Regions from separate parts of the Sus scrofa genome. Here regions 2 and 3 are each linked to region 1. Evidence: chromatin contacts called from public HiChIP or PLAC-seq data. All regions are on one chromosome and are shown on one strand. Each heading gives the region's core, a stretch centred on a gene start, on an enhancer-like site or on the middle of the called end of the contact. The rest is flanking DNA. Distances are from core to core; before and after follow the strand shown. Region 1 overlaps LOC106507125 (a long non-coding RNA gene). Region 2 overlaps LOC106504325 (a long non-coding RNA gene). Region 3 overlaps LOC106504325 (a long non-coding RNA gene).

Evidence for each region. HiChIP or PLAC-seq counts read pairs in DNA pulled down with a chosen protein or histone mark.
Region 2: a contact with region 1 is called in an H3K27ac HiChIP or PLAC-seq map of skeletal muscle, with 8 times the contacts expected there. The contact joins two enhancer-like sites. A contact is called at or near these places in 1 of 47 Hi-C or Micro-C datasets (fetal skeletal muscle) and 1 of 2 datasets of contacts at active chromatin or transcription factors (skeletal muscle).
Region 3: a contact with region 1 is called in an H3K27ac HiChIP or PLAC-seq map of skeletal muscle, with 8 times the contacts expected there. The contact joins two enhancer-like sites. A contact is called at or near these places in 7 of 47 Hi-C or Micro-C datasets (fetal heart ventricle, fetal skeletal muscle, heart right ventricle and 4 more) and 1 of 2 datasets of contacts at active chromatin or transcription factors (skeletal muscle).

Annotation. Positions count from the first base shown.
Region 1 is chr7:10,447,091-10,451,530 of Sscrofa11.1, forward strand. The region is part of intron 1 of LOC106507125 (a long non-coding RNA gene); the gene reads left to right. Among named protein-coding and RNA genes, the nearest start is that of CD83, 100 kb to the left of the region's middle. Within about 2 kb of position 2,476, at least 2 of the 83 cell types and tissues checked have an H3K27ac peak or open chromatin away from gene starts, as enhancers often do. A contact at or near this core is called in skeletal muscle, where this site is marked.
Region 2 is chr7:10,881,971-10,886,410 of Sscrofa11.1, forward strand. The region is part of intron 1 of LOC106504325 (a long non-coding RNA gene); the gene reads right to left. Among named protein-coding and RNA genes, the nearest start is that of MIR9807, 120 kb to the left of the region's middle. Within about 2 kb of position 2,046, at least 3 of the 83 cell types and tissues checked have an H3K27ac peak or open chromatin away from gene starts, as enhancers often do. A contact at or near this core is called in skeletal muscle, where this site is marked.
Region 3 is chr7:10,834,160-10,838,599 of Sscrofa11.1, forward strand. The region is part of intron 2 of LOC106504325 (a long non-coding RNA gene); the gene reads right to left. Among named protein-coding and RNA genes, the nearest start is that of MIR9807, 77 kb to the left of the region's middle. Within about 2 kb of position 1,817, at least 24 of the 83 cell types and tissues checked have an H3K27ac peak or open chromatin away from gene starts, as enhancers often do. A contact at or near this core is called in skeletal muscle, where this site is marked.

The sequences.
Region 1 (4,440 bases), core at 1,226-3,725:
GGAATCTTAAGTCTTCGGTCACGAGGCAGGTGCGGGCCTCTGTGTCATCTCATGGAGCACGTTGATGTTTGGGAGGGTGTCCACGCAGGAGCAGTGACCTCACAGGTGGGGAAGCCAGAAACCAAGCTGCCCCATCCCCAGCTTCCTGAGAAGGACGTTTTGCTGGTCTTTCTTGGCTCTGCTCGGCTACATACAGGGCATCGTGTTGGCTGCACACATGGCGGGAGATTTAGATGCCAGGCTTGGTCTGAGGGGTGTGTTGGGAAGTGACAGGAAGGTCTTGGTCAGGCATCACTGAGTTCCCCTTGTCCCTTCTACCTGGGTCATTCCTGGGCAGCAGTGGCCTCATGGATTCTGAATGCTGGGTCCACGCTCACTAGGCAAAGTATCCTCTCCTCCCCATCCCTGAGGAGGGGGCTGGGCACGCTGTCCCCCAAGTACTTCCTCTGCTCTGGCAGCCCCTGATGGGTGCCTCCCTAAAGATGAGAGAGTGGTGACCAATGTAGGCATGATCTATATTAGCAGCTCCATGCAAGTCAAGGTGAAGATATGATATAAATTAAATACTAGAGTGCCCTCCGCCCGGGGTGAACGCTAAGGTGGTTCGGTAACATGAAATCGTTGATGCAACTTGGGATCTGGGGGAAACGCCAGGTTGAAATGCCAGACTTGTCACTTACGCACTCTGTGACCTTGGACATGTTTCTAAACCTCTCGGAGCCCGGTTTCCTTATCTGAAAAATGGAGAAAATAATAATACATACATCACAGGGTTGTTATGAGGACTCTGATAAAGAAGGCAAAGTGCTTGCCTCGGGACATAGTAACGGCTGTTACAGATGAGCTTAGTGAGGTAGCATATGACCCAGTGCAACCTCCCTCATCCTCCAGAGAAACAAACGGAGGCTCAGAGATAGGAGGTTATGTTCTGATTGCCACACAGCGATAGTGAGAGCTAAGACGAGCTCTTTGGCCTTGTGAAACTCAGTTCAGTGCTTTCCTGCGTTGTACTTTGAGTCATATTTGTAATATCCCTTCTGAATGGTGAAAAAAATCAAGTGAAAAACATGTATTTTTTTGAAATATTTCTGGCAGAATCTTGTTTTATTCATTGCTAATTACACTGTGGTTGGACTTTTTTTTGGTGGGGGGGCAGTCTTCTTTGGGCTGCACCCACAGCATATGGAAGTTTCCAGGCTAGGGGTTGAATCAGATCTGTAGCCACTGGCCTAGGCCACAACCACAGCAACACCAGATCCGAGCCGAATCTGTTGCCTACACTGCAACCCACAGCAAATGCTGGATCCTTAAACCACTGAGTGAGGCCAGGGATCAAACCCACGTCCTCATGGATACTAGTCAGGTTTATACCACTGAGCCACAATGGAAACTCCAAGACATGTATTTTTTGAAATATTTCTGGCAGAATCTTGTTTTATTCATTGCTTCCAACTGTGGATGGTCTGCTTTCTGGCACCAGGTGACATGAAAGTCTGTGCTTTGTATAAATAATTGTTGAGTAGCTGGAGGAGGCTAGAGTTGAATGGTTGGAGAAAAGGTAACATAAAATGTAACGCATTTTTGTTTCCTCCAGAAGAGATAGTTAAGGATAGCAAGTCTCCAAGGTTGATGTTTTCATTTTGTTTTACCTTAAATGTTTCGGGAACAACAAGGAGGTTTTTTGTTTGTTTTAATAAAGCCATTGTAGTAAAAGTCAAATGGTACCAATTTGTGTGGACTGTGAGATTAACCTAAAGGAGCTGCCTGCAGACAGGACTTTGGGAGTAGAGGTCACAGAGAAGGCAGATCATATGCATCAGTTAGGTACCATATTGTTTACTGCTTGGAACAAAATCCCCTCGGCTCCCACGCTTAAGCACAGCTTCCGAGCAATTACTCAGGTCCAAAGTTTACTTCCGATTCCAGCCTTTACAGACCAGTGCTGAGCCCATCAAGTTTTATGGCAGTCAATGCATCTCCCTTCCAGAAGCAACTGGTCACAGCCATTTCCAACACAAAGCTGCTTGGTCCATGCTGTCTTCTTTTTATAGTCTGTTTCCAGACTCAGTGACCCATAAAGTTAACTTATAGCCAAGTCACAGCCATGACCAGAGCTGTTGTTTTTGTGTCCATCCCTCAAGTTCCCTGGCTTCCCGGGCAAGGCCTGTTGCCTTTTCCCAGGACATTGCTTAGAGGCAATGCATCATTCTGTTTGTCTCTTGTGGGGTCATTCCTTTTGGTCCAATCCCTGGTCCTGGGTCTTGAATCCAGACTGTTTGCTTGAAACATTCCCAAACCCTGGGATTTTCTGGTTTGCCCCCAAGAATGCCCATACTGAAGTTCTGTGCCTAGCAGGACCCTTATTAATGGAGATATGGCTCCCACTTGGTAAGTTGAGGTCAGGGCATACTGTGAGCTCCAACCACCTGTGCAAACACAGCAGTGATTCAGTGGGTATTTCTAGCTAGATGTCCTGATGGTGTCAGTTACGACCTAATTTGTCTTCTCCCCCACCCCCCCCTTCCTCTCCAAATAGGGTGAGTATATATAACAAAGAGAATGTGATAGAGTGACTTGGCCTTTAGAAAGGTGGAATTTGAAAGTTACTTAATTTAGAGAAACTCATTAGGGCATGGAGTCCAGAAATGGGCATGTGTTATTTTAGGATTACTGAGTCACCCAACCTCTTCATTTTATTGATTTGGATGGATTAGTAAGTTTCCTTGCCTTGATCAAGTTTGGGGAGCTAGTTAAAGGCAAGGCCTGGGTTGGAACACTTATCTTCTTACTCTCAATCTGGTATTTTTCTCCTTACAGAATGTTGTCTTCCATCAGAATCTAGTTTTGTTCTGTGACAGAAAGATTAACTTCACAAAGAAGGAGAGAGGACTGAAACATATCTTGGTTTTAGTAGGACTGGTGCCTGTCTCCCACAACCTATTAATTAATGATGGAAGAAAACAGGGGTTAAATCTTATCATAGACACCCCAAATTAGAATATCTTGATTTATAGAGTTTTAGGACTAGGAGGTACTATAAACCATTGAATACAGCAGGTTTCACACTGTGCTCAGTGGAACCCTGGGATCCTGCACAAGTGCCGCAAAGGCCTTGTAAGGATGAGGGAAGGAGAGTGTGCAGGACTCTGAGCCTTCTCTCCTGGGGCCACTAGAGCAAGCCTGTCTTCACTGTTGGGGTTTTAGGTTAGATTTTATCTTTTTTTTTTTTTTTTTTTTTTTTTTTGCTTTTTAGGACCACATCTATGGCATATGGAAGTTCCCAGGCTAGGGGTGGAATTGGAGCTTTAGCTGCCAGCCTATACCACAGCCACAGCAACGCCAGATCTGAGCCATGTCTTCGACCTACTACACCACAGCTCATAGCAATGCCAGATCCTTAACCCACTGAGCCAGGCCAGGCATTAGACTCTCATCCTCGTGGATACTATTTGGGTTTGTTACTGTTGAGCCACAATAGGAACTGCAGGTTAGATTTTATCTTAAAATGGAAGTCCACTTCTAAAGAAAGAATGCAAACCTTAAATCTAGTTCAAACCTCTCAATTTACAGATGAGAAAACCAAAGCCTCCAGTCTTGACTCTGGGGAGTTGCAGGGCAAGAATCATCCTATTTTAGGGATAAGGGATTCAAAGCTTAAGAGATTTATAGAAAGATACAGGAGTTCCCGTCGTGGCGCAGTGGTTAACAAATCCAACTAGGAACCATGAGGTTGAGGGTTTGGTCCCTGCCCTTGCTCAGTGGGTTAAGGATCCGGCGTTGCCGTGAGCTGTGGTGTAGGTTGCAGACGCGGCTCGGATCCCGCGTTGCTGTGGCTCTGGCGTAGGCCGGTGGCTACAGCTCCGATTGGACCCCTAGCCTGGGAACCTCCATATGCCGCGGGAGCGGCCCAAGAAATAGCTAAAAAAAGACAAAAAAAAAAAAAAAAAAAGAAAGATACAGACTTCATCAAGTGGCAGAGCCAGGGCTGAAACCAGGTATATGGTTCTTTATTTCTGGCCTGTGATTCTTCCTATCATGTCACATTATTTAATAATATGAAACATGTGGGTGACCTTACTGCTCCATGATCAAGTAAGTCCCTTCCCCAAAGAATGCAGGACTGAAAGGGAGGGGTTTGAGGGAGCAAAATAAGAGAGAGCAACAATAAGCTAGTGTGGGGTAGGGACTTACTACTGGACCCGAGAAACAGGTGCACCTACCCATTCTTGCTTCCGTTCCTCAAGAGTCTGTCTCACTGTGCAAGTTCCTTGCTGTAGCCCCAGTGCCTACACAAAGGCCTGGCACAGAGTCAGAGCTCACTAAATAGTTGTTGAATCCTCTTGACATCTTCCAAACCCTCTCCTGGTCAAATACTGTATCAAATTTGCATAATCATGACCATCAAGTACAGTCCATTTATCTCCACACATGGTAAGTGCA
Region 2 (4,440 bases), core at 796-3,295, 430 kb after region 1:
ACCATCCCACACACACAGGTACATGCACACGCGTCCACACACAGAAAGAGAGACAATTCTAAGAGTATTTTCAGGGTGGGCTGTTTGGCCTTTGAAATGTGTTTTACTATTCTTTAATGAAATTTAAGACAGGTCATCATGCTGCTGACGATCTGAGGCCTAATGACCTGGCACACGTAGCAAGAATGAGCCATTCAAACCCTTAGACAATAGAGGTGCAGCCTAAGACAACAGAATTCCACTTCCTCACTGGGCAGCTTTGGTTTCATTCCATTTCTTCCAAGTGGGTGAAGCGCAGCAGTGCCAAAGGCCAGCCACCCTTCCCACTTTGAAGCAGGCAACTCACTGTCTCCTGGGCTGTCTCTGCCTTACTCGGAATCTTGAAGTCTCCACACTTCCCTCTTCCAAACCCCCTCCAACATCTACGGCCTGCTCAGATCCCGCTGAAGGGGGTGTACATTAGTACAACTTGGCAGCGTCTATCAAAAATCTCCAGGATATCCTTTTCTGTGAACCACACAACAATATAATCTGTACAAACAACAACAACAACAACAACAATTACAGAATCATCTCAAACAGGGAGAATCATCTCAAACAATATAATCTGTACAAAAAACAACAAAAACAAGCACCAAAAATTACAGAATCATCTCAAACAGGGAGAAATAATACAGTGCCCTATCAAGGGAGAAAGCTTGGGTAAATAATGATCAAAGCATTTATGCAAGGGATATTTCTATCGTTAAAATGACTATAAGTTAAAATAGCTACCCATTTGTTTCCAGCATAAACTCAACTATACAAAATGCCACCACCCACAGAATGAGAAATGCCAAGTATAGTTACTTCTAGATGGTACTGAGATTATATATAAAATAAGAAATGAAGTAATATTTTTCTCACAGATGTCTTCTTTATTCCCAAGTCTCCTGCAGTGACTGTTCATGTAACCAACAGCCAAGTGCAGTGGTTGAGAGCCATCCCGTGTCAGAAAGTCTGCGTTTACATCCCACATCCTCCAACCATGGGCTGTGTGACTCCAAGCAGGTTATGTAATTTCCCTGAACTTCCATCATGGATAAAAGAAGATAATTTTATTGTTGTGAGGATTAAATAAATTAATATACACACATACCTCGCTTTATTGTGCTTTGCTTTATTGTGTTTCGTAGTTGCCACATTTTTTTTTTTTTTAATTGGAAGTTTGTGACAACCCTGTGTTGAGAAGTCCTATTGGTGCCATTTTCTCAACAACATTCTTCTCACTCCTTGTCTCTGTGTCATGTTTTGGTAATTCTCACAGTATTTCAAACTTTTTCGTTATTATGACATTTACGATGGTCATCCGTGAGCAGCAGTCTTTGATGTGACTATTGCAGAAAGATAACTTGCTGGAGGCTCAGATGATGGTTAGCAATTTTTTTAGCAAAGTATTGTTTAATTAAGGTATGTCTCTTTTTTTTCAGACATAATGCAATTGCATCCTCAACAGACTAGAGAATATTGTAAACGTAACTTTTATAGGCACTAGGAACCCAAAAAGAATTTGTGTGATTCCCTTTATTGCAGTGGTCTAGAACTGAACCCCAAATATCCCTGGGGTATGCCTGGACATAGGTGTTGAAAACAGTGGCACAGAGGAAATGCTCAATAAATTTTACCCATGTTATTAAACATTTATTGAGGGCTTGCTGTGTGCCGGGTTGAATGTTAAGCACCGTGGATAAAAGAGAAAATGACAATTGATTCCTTGTTCTTGAGGGGGGAAAACAGACATGTAAAGGACCCACCTCAGCAGGGAGGTTCTGTGGGGGAGGGAGATGCAAGATACTGTGGGAGCGAAGAAGAGAGAGGCCCTCCCCTGCCAGGGCAAGAATTCTCACCATCACTGGAATTAGAATTCCTTGGATAGCTCCAGATTCTTCCATTACTTCATCTCTCTCTATTTCAGGACACTCAGCGGGGAGCGGGTATCTGTGGAGTAACTGGAAGCGAGTCTGGAGAGAATCTAACAGTGTCCAGACTGCTGTCCTGGCCACTGGGCCCAGTCACTCTCACATGACACCTACCAGGCTGGCTCTTTCTCAGCGAGGCTTAGAGGTGGAGCGGGCTGATGAAGGCTCCTCAGCTGATTTGGGACAGAGAGGAGACACAGCCCAGGGGCGACAGGTGGAAGGGCCTGGAGGTCACACCAGAGAGCTGGCAGAAAGGACGCCTCTGTCAGTAGAGGCTCACGTTTTCATTCGTTCTGTCAATAGCTGCTACACCTCCATGAGAACAGGGTCATGGGAGAAAGGAGACGGAACACCTGAAGACCGAAAAAGGAGACTTTGAGGCAGCCAACTTACGGTTGTCTCCGCAACAAAGTTAGGACCTGAAATTCGTGCTTGTAGAGATCTCTCCATGCCGAGGCAGCCTCCCACACCATGACGGCGGCAGGGGAGGTGGTGCCCCGGTGAGCTGGCAGAAGATGGAGAAGCCCAAACATTAACTCCTAGAGAGGAGGCTTGGACAAGCTACCACCAAGAGCTCAGACTCTTTATGAGAATTCTGGAATGAGACACAGACTATGTGTTGATCTAAGGACCACTGACCCTATGCCTGCTAATTTAATTCAGGCTGATATATGCTGGCTGCCTTTGAGCCTACCATCCATCCATGAGGCTCTCTTGTATGTACCCAGCCACTAAGAAGCAGTGTCATCTAAAGAAGATAATAAGGAACTTGGAAGCCAGTGGCCTGAGGTCAAACTTAGTTGAGCTATTTATTCGCTGGACGACTTTAGCAGGAGACTTTCATCTCTGCGAGCCTTAGCATCTTCCTTTATTTATACTACTGAAATAATAATACCCACCTCATAAAGTTGTTGGGAGATAACACAAACTATCTGTTTCTGAAGCATTTAGCAAGATGGTTGGGTTCATAAATATTACTTATTCTTCTGAAGAAGGAAATGATTCTTGCTGGTCCTCAACCACATCAGTCATATGTCAAGAGCCACACTGTCCTGACTGCCTGCCATTCGTGCCAGTCACACAACTGCTAAGTCACCAGCAGAGGCAGTTTCCACTGGAACTGGAACCACCATACTGAAAAGTTTCCGTTTTATCCAACTCCCACGGCCTTCATCCAACTGGATGGATTAATCCACTGTTTTAAACATCTACGGCAGTAGTCTTGATTGTTGTCATAGAAAATTGAGAACCGCTCTAGTATAAAAATAAATCTCTCCCAAGACCTATATTTCTGTATTGAATCTCTGATGCTATGAATTGCTCTTAATCAATATATTTTCCCATTGCCAAAATGGGCCTTCTTCAGACAATAACAGCCAGGCAAAAACACTCAGTGACTTCCCCCGCCATGACTATGCAGCAGTTGTCATGAACAATAAAAATATGACTAGCAAATTGGAGTTCTGGTGTTTTGAGGGAACTTAAGGAAAATGAATGTAGTGAGTATTCTGCATTTTTCAGTAGAATCATTTAAAAGGAGTGGGTAATGAAAGATCGATGGCCAAAAACGCCCACACATAATGTTTGCTCACAGCCTAACTCATCTCTGCCTCATGTCCTGAATGGTTGTGCAATGTTGTTGTATATGGTCCAACAGATGCTATGTATTTCTGGCATCTTTACTTCAGTACTGGACAAACTGACCTTGAATTTTTTTTGAGTTACTTTACATCTAAGGGAGTAAAAATGACGAAATCTTTATCATGACATTTCACGTTGCACTTTCACCATAAGTTAGATCACAGATAGCAGTATCTCTGGACTTGAGTAATGAACTAAACTCCCCTGGCAGGTACAGGATGTTTCTTGTTTTATATCACATCTACTATACCATGAGCTGTACTGTGGCAAAGTTCAGGGCTCTTGGAAATCTTGTCAGAAATAAAGGTACTAGAGGTCCCCTTGTGACTTAGCAGTAATGAACCCAACTTGTATCCACGAGGATGTGGGTTCAATCCCAGGCCTTGCTCAGCGGGTTAAGGATGCAACGTTGCCATGAAATTAGAAATCAACCATGGGAAAAGCAAAGAGAAAAAACCTACTACATGGAGACTAAACAACATGCTACTAAAAAACCAATGGGTCAATGAGGAAATCAAGAAGGAAATTAAAAACTACCTTGAAACAAATGATAATGAAGACACAACCTCTCAAAATCTATGGGATGCTGTGAAAGCAGTGCTCAGAGGGAAATTTACAGCAATCCAGGCCTTTCTCAAAAAAGAAGAAAGATCCCAAATTGACAACTTAACCCTCCACCTAAACGAATTAGAAAAAGAAGAACAAAAAAGTCCTAAAGTCAGCAGAAGAAAGGAAATTATAAAGATCAAAGAAGAAATCAATAAAATAGAGACTCAAAAAACAATAGAGAAAATTATTAAAACCAAGAGCTGGTTCTTTGAAAAGGTGAACAAAATTGACA
Region 3 (4,440 bases), core at 567-3,066, 390 kb after region 1:
ACCTGTAGGTGTCAACCTGGGGCCACTTCCTCCAGGATGCCCTCCCTAGCACCTGGGTCTGGACACATAGCACCTCCTCAGGGTCCTACACCACGGGGGCCTCTACATCCACGGCCTGCATCCGCTGGAGTGTTGTGGTCAGTACTTAGGCAGGCTCTCCTTATTGCAAATCCAGTGGGCGAGCTTCAAATAGGATGCATCTCGGGAGTTCCCGTCGTGGCGCAGTGGTTAACGAATCTGACTAGGAACCATAAGGTTGTAGGTTCAATCCCCGGCCTTGCTCAGTGGGTTAAGGATCCCGTGTTGCCGTAAGCTGTGGTGTAGGTCGCAGACGCGGCTCGGATCCTGCGTTGCTGTGGCCCTGGTGTAGGCTGGCAGCTACAGCTCCGATTTGACCCCTAATCTGGGAACCTCCATATGCCGCAGGAGTGGCCCAAGAAATGGCAAAAAAAAAAAAAAAAAACCGACAAAAACAAACAAAAACAAATAGGATGCATCTCACAGCCTCCTTGACAAAGAATTGCAGTGATGATGACAATGATGAAGATGCTGATGACGACATAATGAAAGAAAAAAACTGATCATACCCTTTTCTACAAGTACCGCCTGCCTGTCTCCTTGTGCCCTAAATCCCTGGATGTGCCTACCTGCACACTCACAGGGGCTCGGCATGGTCGGAGAGCCTGCCGAGTTGGCAGCGGGATGTCAGTTTCCCGTGGGCGGCTGCTCTCTGTGTACCAGCCTGACTAATGTACTTCAGCGGAATCGGGGATGAAAAATGAAGAGGAAGTAAAGCTTGCTGCTAAAACATATGTGTCAGAAAATCATTATGAGTATTAAATTACAGCAATAAAATGAACCAGAACTAATTTTGCAAATTAAGATCCAATACGTTTTTTTCCATAGCCACACCTTTTCTTAAAAAAAAAAAAAAAAAAGCCTGGCAAAATAAGATAGAGCCTAAGAGTATTAAAACGGAGTCTAAGGGGGCTGGGATGGGATGGGAAAATGGAGAAAACCAGAAATTTCAATATGACAAAGAGATTAGCTTTCAGGGGCGGGGGAGATGGTAAAAATAAGGCCCATGTGCCAAACATACTAGTAAAATGCCCAGTTTCTGAGCTGACGTACCTCGTGCTGGACACGTAAAATGTATGTCCCCACACGGCTGCTCTCTTCTGCTGCCCCACCCCCCACCCCAAGGGTCTCCTGACCCAAGGAACGAGTAAGTTCCTAAATTTCTGACGCCCACTTATTTTTAGAAGAGCTTATCACCGTGGGTCAAATTAAATCTGAAGCTGTAAACAAACCTTTGGAGCTCTGCCTGGTCTGGAGAATAACAGGATATCTCCCGCCACCCTCCAGCCTGAGAAAGAGATTGTAATTAGCTCATTGTCCCCAAATAGGCACAAAGAGGGCGGGGCCGCACAAGCTCCCTTTCAGCCTTTCCAGGGACATCTCTGGGCAGCTGTTAATAAATGAAGTTACGTCTACCGTCTCCTGGGAACACGGCTGAGCACAACACCTCGTTCCAAAAGGCACGCTGAGGAAGAGGGTGAAACACCCCAGCCAAAGACTCACGGACAGGGTCCCCCACCAAGAGAGCAAAACGGGGTTCACCCCTGGGGTTCTATGCCTCCTGGCTGGGCTCTGGCACAACAGCGGGGGAGCTGTCTGTGACACCCAGAGAACCCAGCTATTTATAGCCACACAATCATTATAAATAAAGCTTTTACAAGGAGAACCCTGGCCCTGCATTAGTTAAAACTGTAAACTGGCAGCTATAAATAACTCGGTTACATGCTCAAGTGCGGCTACTGACTGATACTTCCTCAAATTTGACAAATACTGACAAGTTTGTTTGACAAACATCCCACTGACATTCATCTGATTTTGAATAAGCGGTGCTGCCTTTTTAATTTGGTCCCTGAGGCCGGGGGGGGGGGGGGGGGGGGGGGACTTCCTTTATTCTTTCCCTCCCTCACCTCCTGCACCGGGAGGTGTGTCCTCCTGTGTGTAGCTCTTCCCCCCTAATCACTGGAAGGGATTTGGGGCCATTTAAGGGGAAGCTTATTAAATCCACTGCTTCTCTCTCGGGACGGTTCTGCTGTAGGGGCTCTGCAAGGGTCTGGGGCGTTTTGTTAATGACACAATAGTGATGGAGGGGGGAGGGGAATGTGGTGGATGAAGGTGGGGAGGGGGCCCGAAGGGAAGGGCAGGTCTGAAGGGCAGATGGTTGGAATCCATCTGCAAGGGAGACTTGAGAACCTAAAAATATCAGAAGGGAGCCAAGAGAAGAGTCTGGACAGAGGGACCGACCTCCCAAGGTCCCTGATCCGAGAGCCTTCGAAGAGTCTAGATTGGGGTCCCTGAGGCGTGGGTGCTCACTCTAGGTGACCCACAATGACATCTGTCAGGAGTCATGGGATTTCAGAGCTCTGGGGGACATCTGGGATTGTCAGATGTAACTCAGTCATTTCACAGGGGGCAGAGTTGAGTCAAAGAGGCTCCCACAACTAGTTAGTGCAGAACCAGACTAGAGCTCAGCTCTGGGCTTCTTCATCATTAAATTAATTAACATACTTGGAGTTCCCATCCGTGGCTCTGCAGTTATGAACCCAACTAGTATCTAAGAGGATGCAGGTTAGATCTCTGGCCTCGCTCAGTGGCTTAAGGATCTGGTGTTGCTGTGAGCTGTGGTGTAGGCCGCAGATGTAGCTTGGATCCTGAGCTGCTGTGCCTGCGGTGTAGGCCGGCAGCTGTAGCTCTGATTTGACCCCTAGCCTGGGAACTTCCACATGCTGTGCACACGGCCCTAAAAAAGACAGAAATTTTTAATTAATTAACATACACAGTGTCTGGAACATTCCTGGCCTTGGTGAGCACGAGCTAGCATTATGGGAGTAGTGACCACCAGCCAGTCCTTCTGACCAGTGCTCTCTGTGTGTTGACTTTAAACACTGACCTACTCCCCACTGTCCCTGGTCCACATCTTCTCTGTCTGATTTAACTCTTATTTATTTTTATTTTTTTGCTTTTTTAGGGGCGCACCTGAGGCATATGGAGGTTCCCAGGCTAGAGGTCAAATTGGAGCTGTAGCCACCAGCCTACACCACAGCCACAGCTACATCAGATGGGATCAAACCCACAATCTCATGGTTACTAGTCAGATTCGCTTCCGCTGAGCCACGACAGGACTCCTGATTTAACTTTTAACATAACATGGACACAAGCTCACCTCCCCACCCCCCATCTTCCAGTCTATCCTAAATAGAGCTTCCAGAGCAATCTGCTAAGCGGACAGCTCTAATCATAAAACTGCTGCCCCACCCCCGAGCCCCCACCTCCTCGCCAGGCAAGGAGGCGTCACTCTCGGGGCCCAAGCGCGAGGCCTGCACCTGAGTGGGCATCTCCTTCAGTGGGTACCTCACCTCCTCCCCCAGAACAAACCCTGCCCCCCGGATCCGCATCTGCCGGAATAACCCCGGGCTTCTCAGGCTGGCCCATGACGCCCTCAGCTGCTGGTCCCGCTCCTTCTCCGGTCCAAAATCTATGCTTTCCCCTGACGTGGAGCCCTCGCTCCCCCCAGAACCTACACCCTGAAGTACGTCCCCGCTGCTTCCCTTTACGTGACGAAACACTGGCCACCTCTCAGGATGGACAGCGAAGGCCCAAGGAAGCCTTTGCTGACTGGTGAGGCGGCCGGGCCTCCCTCCCTGGAACCCCCATCACCCGCAGGTGCACGTCTCTTCCGCGCTGGCCCATCTGAATCCTGCCTCACGGTCACTGCGCACATGCTCAGGTTTAACCCGCTTTCCTAGCGGTGGGGGGCTCTCTTCATGATGTTGGTGTCTAGCGTGGTGTAGATATAGAAAAGGGGTAAAACATTTAAAAACTCTCCTTCTAAAAGTGCCAGCAGAAATGAACAAACAGAAATGTGAAAGTGATACATGACCACATCAGCTGGGGAATATTTGCTGAGATGGGTAAATCAGCAGCAAAACCTCTAAGAAGGCAGGTTTGCAGCAGCCCCGGCTAGGGCACGTCCAGGAAAGCTACAGAGGGATGTCCACCTGCAGACGGGAGCAGCCTCTGTGCTGATGAGGTGAAGATGCTTGCAGGGTACCGGGAGAACTGGAAGGGAAAAAGGCCAAAGAGCTGGGCAGCGTGGCAGTTAAATGAGCTGGGAGAGAAAGGGGCAAGTCTCTCATCAGTCAGCTGCCCTCAAGCATTTATTTAGAGCCTGCGTGCAACCTACGCGACAGAGAACTCCCTTAAAGAACAGATGTTTTCAAACTCGCAGAAGAGGAAACCAGATCTGTGGTCACCAGGCGGGAAGGCGGTGGGGGGAATTGGGTGAAGGTGGTCCAAAAGGTACAAACTTGAAGTTATAAGATAAATAAATACTAGGGCTATAACACATCACCTGATTAATGCAAT